2 separate regions of the Hordeum vulgare genome follow, and region 2 is linked to region 1. A link is a contact called in public Hi-C data. All regions are on one chromosome and are shown on one strand. Each heading gives the region's core, a stretch centred on a gene start, on an enhancer-like site or on the middle of the called end of the contact. The rest is flanking DNA. Distances are from core to core; before and after follow the strand shown.

Region 1 (3,973 bases), core at 955-3,454:
TGCTTTCCACCAAATCAACCTCTCCTACCCATGCATATTTTGTGAGAGAGTGATTTTGTGTTGAGGAGACTATCTTTAGAAGCACAAGAGCAAGGAGTTCATTGATCTACCACATCTATTACCTTTTGGAGGGCGGTGCCTCCTAGATTGGTTAGGTGTCGCTTGGGAGCCTCCTACTTTGTGTTGTGGAGTTGAACCAAGATGTTTGTAAGGGCAAGGAGATCGCCTACTTCGTGAAGATCTACCGTGAGTAAGGCTAGTCCTCCGTGAATGAAAGCCGTGGTGGAATAGACAAGGCCGCTTCTTTGTGGACCCTTCGTGGATGAAGCCCTCTGTGGACTCTCGCAGTCGTTACCCTCTGTGGGTTGAAGTCTCCACTAACATGGACGTACGATAGCGCCACCTATTGGAACCATGCCAAACATCGCCGTGTCAACTTCTTGGCGTTTGATCTTCCGAACCTCTACTCCTTTACATGTGCAAAGTCTTTACTTTTCCGTTGCTATATATGTTGACTAGCATGTGTAGGGTGCACTAGACTTGTTATAACTGCTAGATTTTTGCCTTTCTTGAAATTGGGTTAGGCTAGGAATTTTATCGTGACAAGTAGTCTATTCACCTCCTCTAGACACATCTTCTATCGATCCCTCAGTTGACATCGGGGCCACCCATGGCATAGCCCAAAGGGGAGTTTGTCGGAGTGGCTGGGAGAGTGTCATGTAATAGATTGATTTTGTCGGAATGTTATTGGTCCATCCGAATGGGAGCACGTGGCCACGAGTTCCATGGTGTGGGTACATTGTACTAACCTCTGCAGAGTGTATAAACTATCGATAGCTGTGTCCTCGCATATGGACACAATTCGTGGTAGGTTACACTATGGGTCAACAGTAAATCGGTAATGAATAACCGACACACTTTATAAATCCGAGATGGCACATGGTGATCGTTCGAGGATCACGATGGTAAAATGTTGATGGTGGTTACAAGGTAGAGTCCCGAGATAGTAAGTTTATCCGAGGGACCGTGATCAAGTCCACACGCACCTCATGTATGATAGTATCATGTTCATACTCATGCATTAACGTGTTAAATGCCTTGTTATTGTTTGTCATATTTGCTTTGTTTGTTGTGAGCTTGCAAGTACATTCAAAGTACTCACCTGGCTTATCATGCGACATGCAGGAGAGGCCGTGCAAGACATTGATGTCGATCGGTTTGACGCAATCTAGGACCGTGTCCCAGTAGTGTCCCGGTGAAGTGGAGTTCCACTAATTCGTTGTTCCGTTTCCGTGTAGTAGTTTTTTTTTTGCATCGAGGTCCCTGAGTTGTCTACTAAATAATATACATAAGTGCAACCGCACTGTGTGTTTATTTGGCTTCACTTATCATGTAATATTCGAACATTTGTATCCGCAAGAGACTAATAAAGCGATTGTTTTCTATACCAAATTGTTATGTGTTGCCAGAAAATTTGATCTCTGGACTGATAATGCAAGCCAAATCGGTTGCTCTGAGCCGGGTGCCACAACATCAGATCCACGTGAGTTAAGGGAATGGGTCCACAGGATTTATGGAACCACATAAATTCAAGGAACCGATCTACGAAAATTCTGGGACTTCACGCAACCACAGGAGAGCAAGGAGATGGTGATTGGAAGGGCCATGATGGGTAGACTCACGTCAAGGGAGTCACCGCGAGGATATTAAACCTTATCTGTCGCTAGGGGATCCATTCCACACGTGAGCTCATTGCATTGCAGATTTTATTACCACGTTATTTTTGTCCCAGACAAACCTTATTGTTGTATTGTTGTGGACGGTTAAAAAATCATACTTTTTTCTTCATAAGAAGACATTACCTTTTTCTTTGTAAAATTGTACTACCTTCGTTTCTAAATAATTGTATTTAAGGAGAACTAGACTAATTTTTTTCGACTACAATTATATAGAAACGGAGGGAGTACCTTATTACAGATTTTATTACCACATTATTCTTGTCTCCACACACAAAAAAAGGAAAACAAGTTGGGCGATAAACACGAAATCCCCCGGAAAGTTGCATGCTGAGATATTTTGGCATAGTGACGAGTGAAGGTGTGGCCTGAGAACGAAATGCCGAAAAGGGATATATTTCCACAGTTGGAAAAATGCGTGTGACGAACGACCTACTTACCTAGTCGTCGGTCTCCACTCTTCTTCTTTCTAGGTGGGGGGAAAAGATCCGCTTTTTATCAGAGGTGGAGAAAAGAAAAGGCAAAAAGAAGCAGACGCCACACCCAGACCACACACACGACCGCACGAAACCGCCCGATCCCGATGGCCGTCGACGGCGCCGAGCTCATCCTCTCGGTGCCGGACGACGTCCTCGCCCTGATCTCCGCCCACCTCCGTCCCCGCGACCTCCTCGCGCTCTCCGCCGCCTCGCGCCGCCTCCACGCCGCCCTCTCCGCCTCCGACAAGTCGTGGCTCGCCCAGTGCCGCCGCCTCCTCCCCTCCTCCCCGTCCAACCTCCTCGCCTGGCGGGCCGCCGCCGGGGGCTCCTCCCTCACCGTCTGCCGCTTCCTCCACTCCGTGTCCCCGCTTCAAGGCCTCTGGGCGCACCAGAACCCCGAGCTCGGCAACCTCGTCGCCGCGCTCCCGGGCTTCTTTTCCCTCGTCGCCGTCCGCGCCATCCCCCAGGAGCTCTCCCCGCGCCTCCTCTGGGCCCCCGTCTTCGAAATCCTCGCCGACGCCGACGGACGCCCCGCGCTCCTCTTCCTCCACGGCCACCACCCCGGCTTCCTCTTCCCCGGCCTCCTCGCCTCCGTCAACCCCCACGCCAACACACTTCTCCTCGAGGCGCACGCGCCTGTCTCCTCCGACCCTTCGTCGCAGTTCTCCCGCCTCTCCTTCGGCAACCGCCGCCGCCTGCTCGACGCTCTCGTGGCCTCGTGTCGCGTCACGCTCCCGCCGGAGCTCGCCGCGGCCCCGCTCTTTGCACGCTCCGATGAGGACCTGCCGATGCTCGCCGCCCGTCGTGAGGCGATGCTGCGTCTGCACATTGAGTCCAGAGGGGGCATGGTGCGCAGGGCGGAGCTCGAGGCGCTGCTGGGGGCCAAGAAGATGCCGCCGTCGCTGCCGGTGGACAGCGCCGGTGAGAGGGTGCGGCTGCGGAGGAGTCTCTCTGCGATGGCTGGGTACGTCAGGAACGGGCTGCGGCAGATGGTGACGCGCTCTGCATCAGCCAATTCGAGGTCGGAGTACGCGGACAGCAAGCATCCGTCATTGGACGAGTTCTTGCGCGCTAGTGAGAGCACCGGCCTGAGCCTCCGGGGCGCGCGGCTGCGGCTGTCGACCTACCGTGCGTGGCCGAGCATGCACGACAACCGGTTTGCGCTCTACAAGTTGACGGCGCAGGTGCCCATGCCCGGTCGGGAATATGCCGGGCTGTGGCGAGGCACATTCGGGTGGCCACCGGGGCGGCCAGACGACGAGCGCAAACCAGGGAAAGCTCTCTTCTTCCTGCTCCTCTCATACGAGGAAGACAGCGAGGGGAAGCTTCTTCTGATTGCAACCAAGGTGTTGGAGGGCACGCACTATGTCGTCCATCCCAATGGCTCGTCCATGTTTGTGGTGCGGGTGGGTGAATCCTCAACAGAGGCATTTCCATGGCCGACCGACGAGGATTCCCGCAGTGTTAGCATTAAGAGAAGCTTTGCTGGAGAGGGCATTGCTACTGGGTATGGGTTCAGGTACCCTGGCTCAAAGCCTGGGTCACTGTTTGTTCTCCGGGATGGCCGACTCGCCTTTGTTTGGAGAGACAACAAGTCTGTGCTCACCTTGCAAAGGCTCAACTTGGAGGAGCTGCTGAGGACAGGGGAGCGTGTGCCCACATTGCCACCGATACCAAACTTTGCGTATCTCACAAAGTCTTACTCCAATGTGTTTGTTGCTATCCATGGAAGTTCCAGCTGCTCATCTTCTCCCAGGT
Region 2 (3,973 bases), core at 1,100-3,599, 160 kb after region 1:
ACATCTCTAGTAGTCTAGTGGAAGTCAACGCGGTATAACCTTCTCTCTTATTCTTTCTTTTCATCAAGGATGCCGCACACATAACCTCACCCGTGTAGCAAGCTCCGGTGGCATTGCAGAATGCCGTCAAAACTGGCTCACAGCAACTTCGGTGACCTCGCATCACCGACTTGCAGCACGACGGAGCCGTCGCAACAACTCCGACGACCTCGCAGCACCGGCTCGCAGCACGAGGGAGCCGTTGCAGCAACTCCGGCGACCTCGCAACACTGGCTCACAGCACGGCGGAGCGGTCGCACCAACTCCGGTGACCTCGCAGCACCGGCTCGTAGCACGACGGAGCTGTCGCAACAACTCCGGTGACCTCGCAGCACCGGCTCGTAGCACGACGGAGCTGTCGCAGCAACTCCGACGACCTCGCAACACCGGATCGCAGCACCACGGAGTCGTCGCAGCAACTCTGACGACCTCGCAGCACCGACTCGCAGCACGCCGGAGCCGTCGCAGCAACTACGTCAACCTCGTAGCACCGGCTCGCAGCACGGCAGAGCCGTCACAGCTCACGCTGCAAACGCGACGGCGAGTCAGCAAATGCGACAGCAACCGTCCGCTTCTCGAGTGAGATGTGAAACGAGAGAGTGGGAGATGAGAGAGTGATTTGAATACAAAATAAGTGGAGGAGATGCTTCGGCTGGAGATAGAAAAAGGGATAAGCGGTTGTTGGCCCCACTAAACGCATGTTCCTCGCGCGACGCGGCTGTCGATTGAGAGGGTGTTTGTTTTCAGGGACTTATTGGTTTTGGGACTTAAAAAAGTCCAAGTCCCACCTAAACCAAACACAAGGGACTTATTGGGACTTATTATGGTTATTTGGGACTTATCAAATAAGAGTCTCTAGTAGGAGCTTATTGGGACTTATTGCTGGTTAGGCCCGCGGAAGTCGATCCAGTGGCCGCCGCCCTGCCCCTCGTCGCTCGCACCGCCCCAATCGCTGCCGGCCGCCCGTCCCGTCCCTGCCCGCCCCGTCACCGCCCGGGCCGCCCCGTCGCCGCCCAATCGCCGCCCCGCCCCGTCGCCGCCCCCGCCCCGTCGCCGCCCCGCCCCGTCGCCACCCGGCCGCCGCCCCGTCGCCACTCGGTTCGTCCCCCCGCCGTCTCGTTTTCTACAACATGGACTTATAAGTCCCTGTAAACAAACAGGTAGGGATTCGGGACTTATAAGTCCTTGTAAACAAACAGGTAGAGACTTATGACTTATAAGTTGGGACTTAAAAAAATCATAGGACTTATGAAACAAACAGGGCCTGAGCTGCGTGCATCCGCCTGTTTTGAAGCAGTTTTTAAAATCTTAACGCGTCGTGTTATAGCTATTTCGGTGCTGTAAATAAAATTTAAAGCGCGTCGTGTTATTAGCTATTTCGGCGCTGTAAATAAAATTTAAAGCCCTGTGCTGCCGCGGGTGCGTTGGAGATGCTCTAAACCATAGCCACTAAACAGCACCATCGGTCGTGTCTGGTTTTCTCGCATCTCTTCGCTCGAATCCCCTCTCTTCCGCGCACGAGCACGACGCCGCCGCCGCCGCCGCCGCCGCCGCCGCCGGAGCCGTCCTTCCTGCCACCGCCCTCTTCAATCGCGAGCAACCCTGCCCCGTGTCTCTTCCACCGGTCGCCGCCGTTCCTCCACCACTACTCGTACCGTCGTACGCCGGCCGCCTCCCGCCGCGACGACCCTGCCCGGCCCCGCGGCTGCTCCATTGACAGCCGGTCTTCCTTCTCCTCCGCCCTCACTCCTCTCCGCCGACCACCGCCCGCTCCTCTTCACTCCACCGACCATCCAGGACCTCCACCTCCAGTCCCCCCCTGCCCCTCTGCAGTCGCACCTGTACTCCGCCCCACCGCCGGCCACCTCCGATCTCCGCCCCACTGCGCTGCCATCCACCTCCGAGGGGATGCAGCCCGCACCGGCAACGGAGCAGATACAAATCAGAGAGGCCATGCCGAATTGCCCATGTCCAAAGCTGACTCGGAGGGGGCAGTATAGATAGCCGTCCCTTCCCAGATAGAAGGCCCAACACCAACAGTCCGTCCGTCTGGCTTTCCCTTTTCCGTTTTTCCTCTTCCCAAAACTCATCTCTCACCTTGTCCCGCTCCCCTCTCCTCTCTGCTTTGCTCTGCTGCTCCCCTCCCCTCCCCTCCCCCTCACCGGGAGATCCCAACCCAAATCCTCCTCCGTAACCCCCCGCCGGAAACCCTAGAAACTCGCTCCCTCTCACCCCTCCGAGGCTTCGCTCCCGGTTCCGGCCACGTGCGCGCTCTTTGCTGGGCATGTGCTGCGGCCGCCGTGCCGGAATATGACCTCCCAGGACGCCGCCGCCCCGCCGCTGGCCTCTCCCAAGCGCCCTGCCCCGGGGGAGCAGCCGTCGCCCGAGGTCCTCGTCACCTACAAGCGCCGCCGCACGGCCGCCTGCGGCGCCACCTCCGACCCCGGAGCGGTAAGCATTGCAATCCCTAGCCTGGTCGTCTTCTTTCTTCTTCCCCAGACCCCTTTCTTGCCGTTGCAGTTGGAATATTTGGCTGTCTTTGCTCTTTTGTGCCACCGGCCGGCCAAGATTTCATTTTGAAGCGCCTAGATTTGCACACTAGGTTCTTCCAATGCTATGAATCTTGCCGCTGCCTAGCAATTCTGTACCCAATAGACGAAATATCTTTTCCTCTGCAGATATTCTACATAACTGAAATCTGTGCTCACTGCTTTTCCTTTGCTTGCTCTGTCTGCAGCCTTGTGCCACCATCGTCCCCTGTAGCGGCAGTTCCGGGCAAGATGGCCACCACATGCTGCCCAGACATTGGATTACTTGGAGGGACACGTTGGAGGGTTTCCTGCAATCCCCAGGTGTAAATAAGGGTGGGGGGATTCAGAGCTGCATACAAGATGCGCTCAGATACAATTGCTGTCAATCAGTGCAAAAAGTCAGTAATGATGTTCTTGTTCAGAACATATATCTCATAGAAGAAGCAACCTAGTGTATAATGTCTATGATAGGAATTTCCCCTGATACTGAATTTCTCTGTGATTACCAGGGTGACCTAAATAAAGGCCAAGGAGCGTCAGAAGAGCATCCTGCTGGAGTAGCAGGTGCTAAAGAGATTAGCTCCTCTATTGCATTAAAAGATGCAACTGCAGCATCTTTGGATGCCAACACAGCAATGTGCAATAATGCTCTCCTTGACATTTTTGTCTCGGAGAAGTTTGCCTTGTTGTGTGATTTGCTAGTTGGAACTTTCCATGTGAGTAAGGTTCATGAGGTCATTGATTTGGGGAAAATTGACACCAACATGAGAAATGGAAACTATGCACGGAACCCGGCTCTGTTCAACGACCACATCCAGCAGGTAACTGCTTCTCAATCATTCATTGGAAAAAGTAGCCGCGTTCTTGATTATTACAATAGTTCAAAAAAGCTCTAGGTGTTAATTGTGTGTGCGTTTTGTCATCGCATTGCACTTTTATAACCAAGGCGCATGCTTATGCGCAGATTAAGCGTATTTCAGCGCTAGTCGTTTTCTTATCGCCTAGAGCCTAAGTGTGCCTTCTTTAACTATGATTATTACTGTGTTTTATGATTTCAAATAGAGACACGTCAGCATCACTTCTGCTTGGCAGCCTAGAACAGGCCTTTTATATACTGTAGTGTCTCAAATGGTCCCTGTATTTTCACCATGGCATCTGCGAGCACACGTAAATTGTCGAATCATTCTTCTGCATGTGCAGCTCAATGCTGGAGCATCAATCCAAGTGAGGAAGTTTTATTTTCCTCCTTTCGGTTACTAAAATGGACAGATAGCGAAAAACAACTTTAATGTGTTGGGGTAAAATCAACTAATGGTTAGATTCGGTGTAGCTGTGTAGACCTTAGTGCACCACCTCCTACCCCTCTGAGAAGACGTGTGCTGCTCTTCTTATTTTTGGTCTTT

Evidence for each region. Hi-C and Micro-C count contacts between places; a contact is called where the count stands out from the background.
Region 2: a Hi-C map of leaf shows a contact between it and region 1, with 5 times the contacts expected there. The contact joins the promoter of LOC123409698 here to the promoter of LOC123410266 in region 1. A contact is called at or near these places in 4 of 6 Hi-C or Micro-C datasets (leaf and seedling).

The regions. Positions count from the first base shown.
Region 1 is chr7H:440,938,739-440,942,711 of MorexV3_pseudomolecules_assembly, forward strand. It overlaps LOC123410266 (F-box protein At5g39450), which reads left to right and starts at 2,205. Exons shown (of 2, transcript XM_045103176.1): 1 at 2,205-3,971. The coding sequence starts at 2,320.
Region 2 is chr7H:441,100,779-441,104,751 of MorexV3_pseudomolecules_assembly, forward strand. LOC123409698 (PHD finger protein EHD3-like) reads left to right here and starts at 2,350. Exons shown (of 6, transcript XM_045102561.1): 1 at 2,350-2,490; 2 at 2,777-2,968; 3 at 3,080-3,391. The coding sequence starts at 2,350.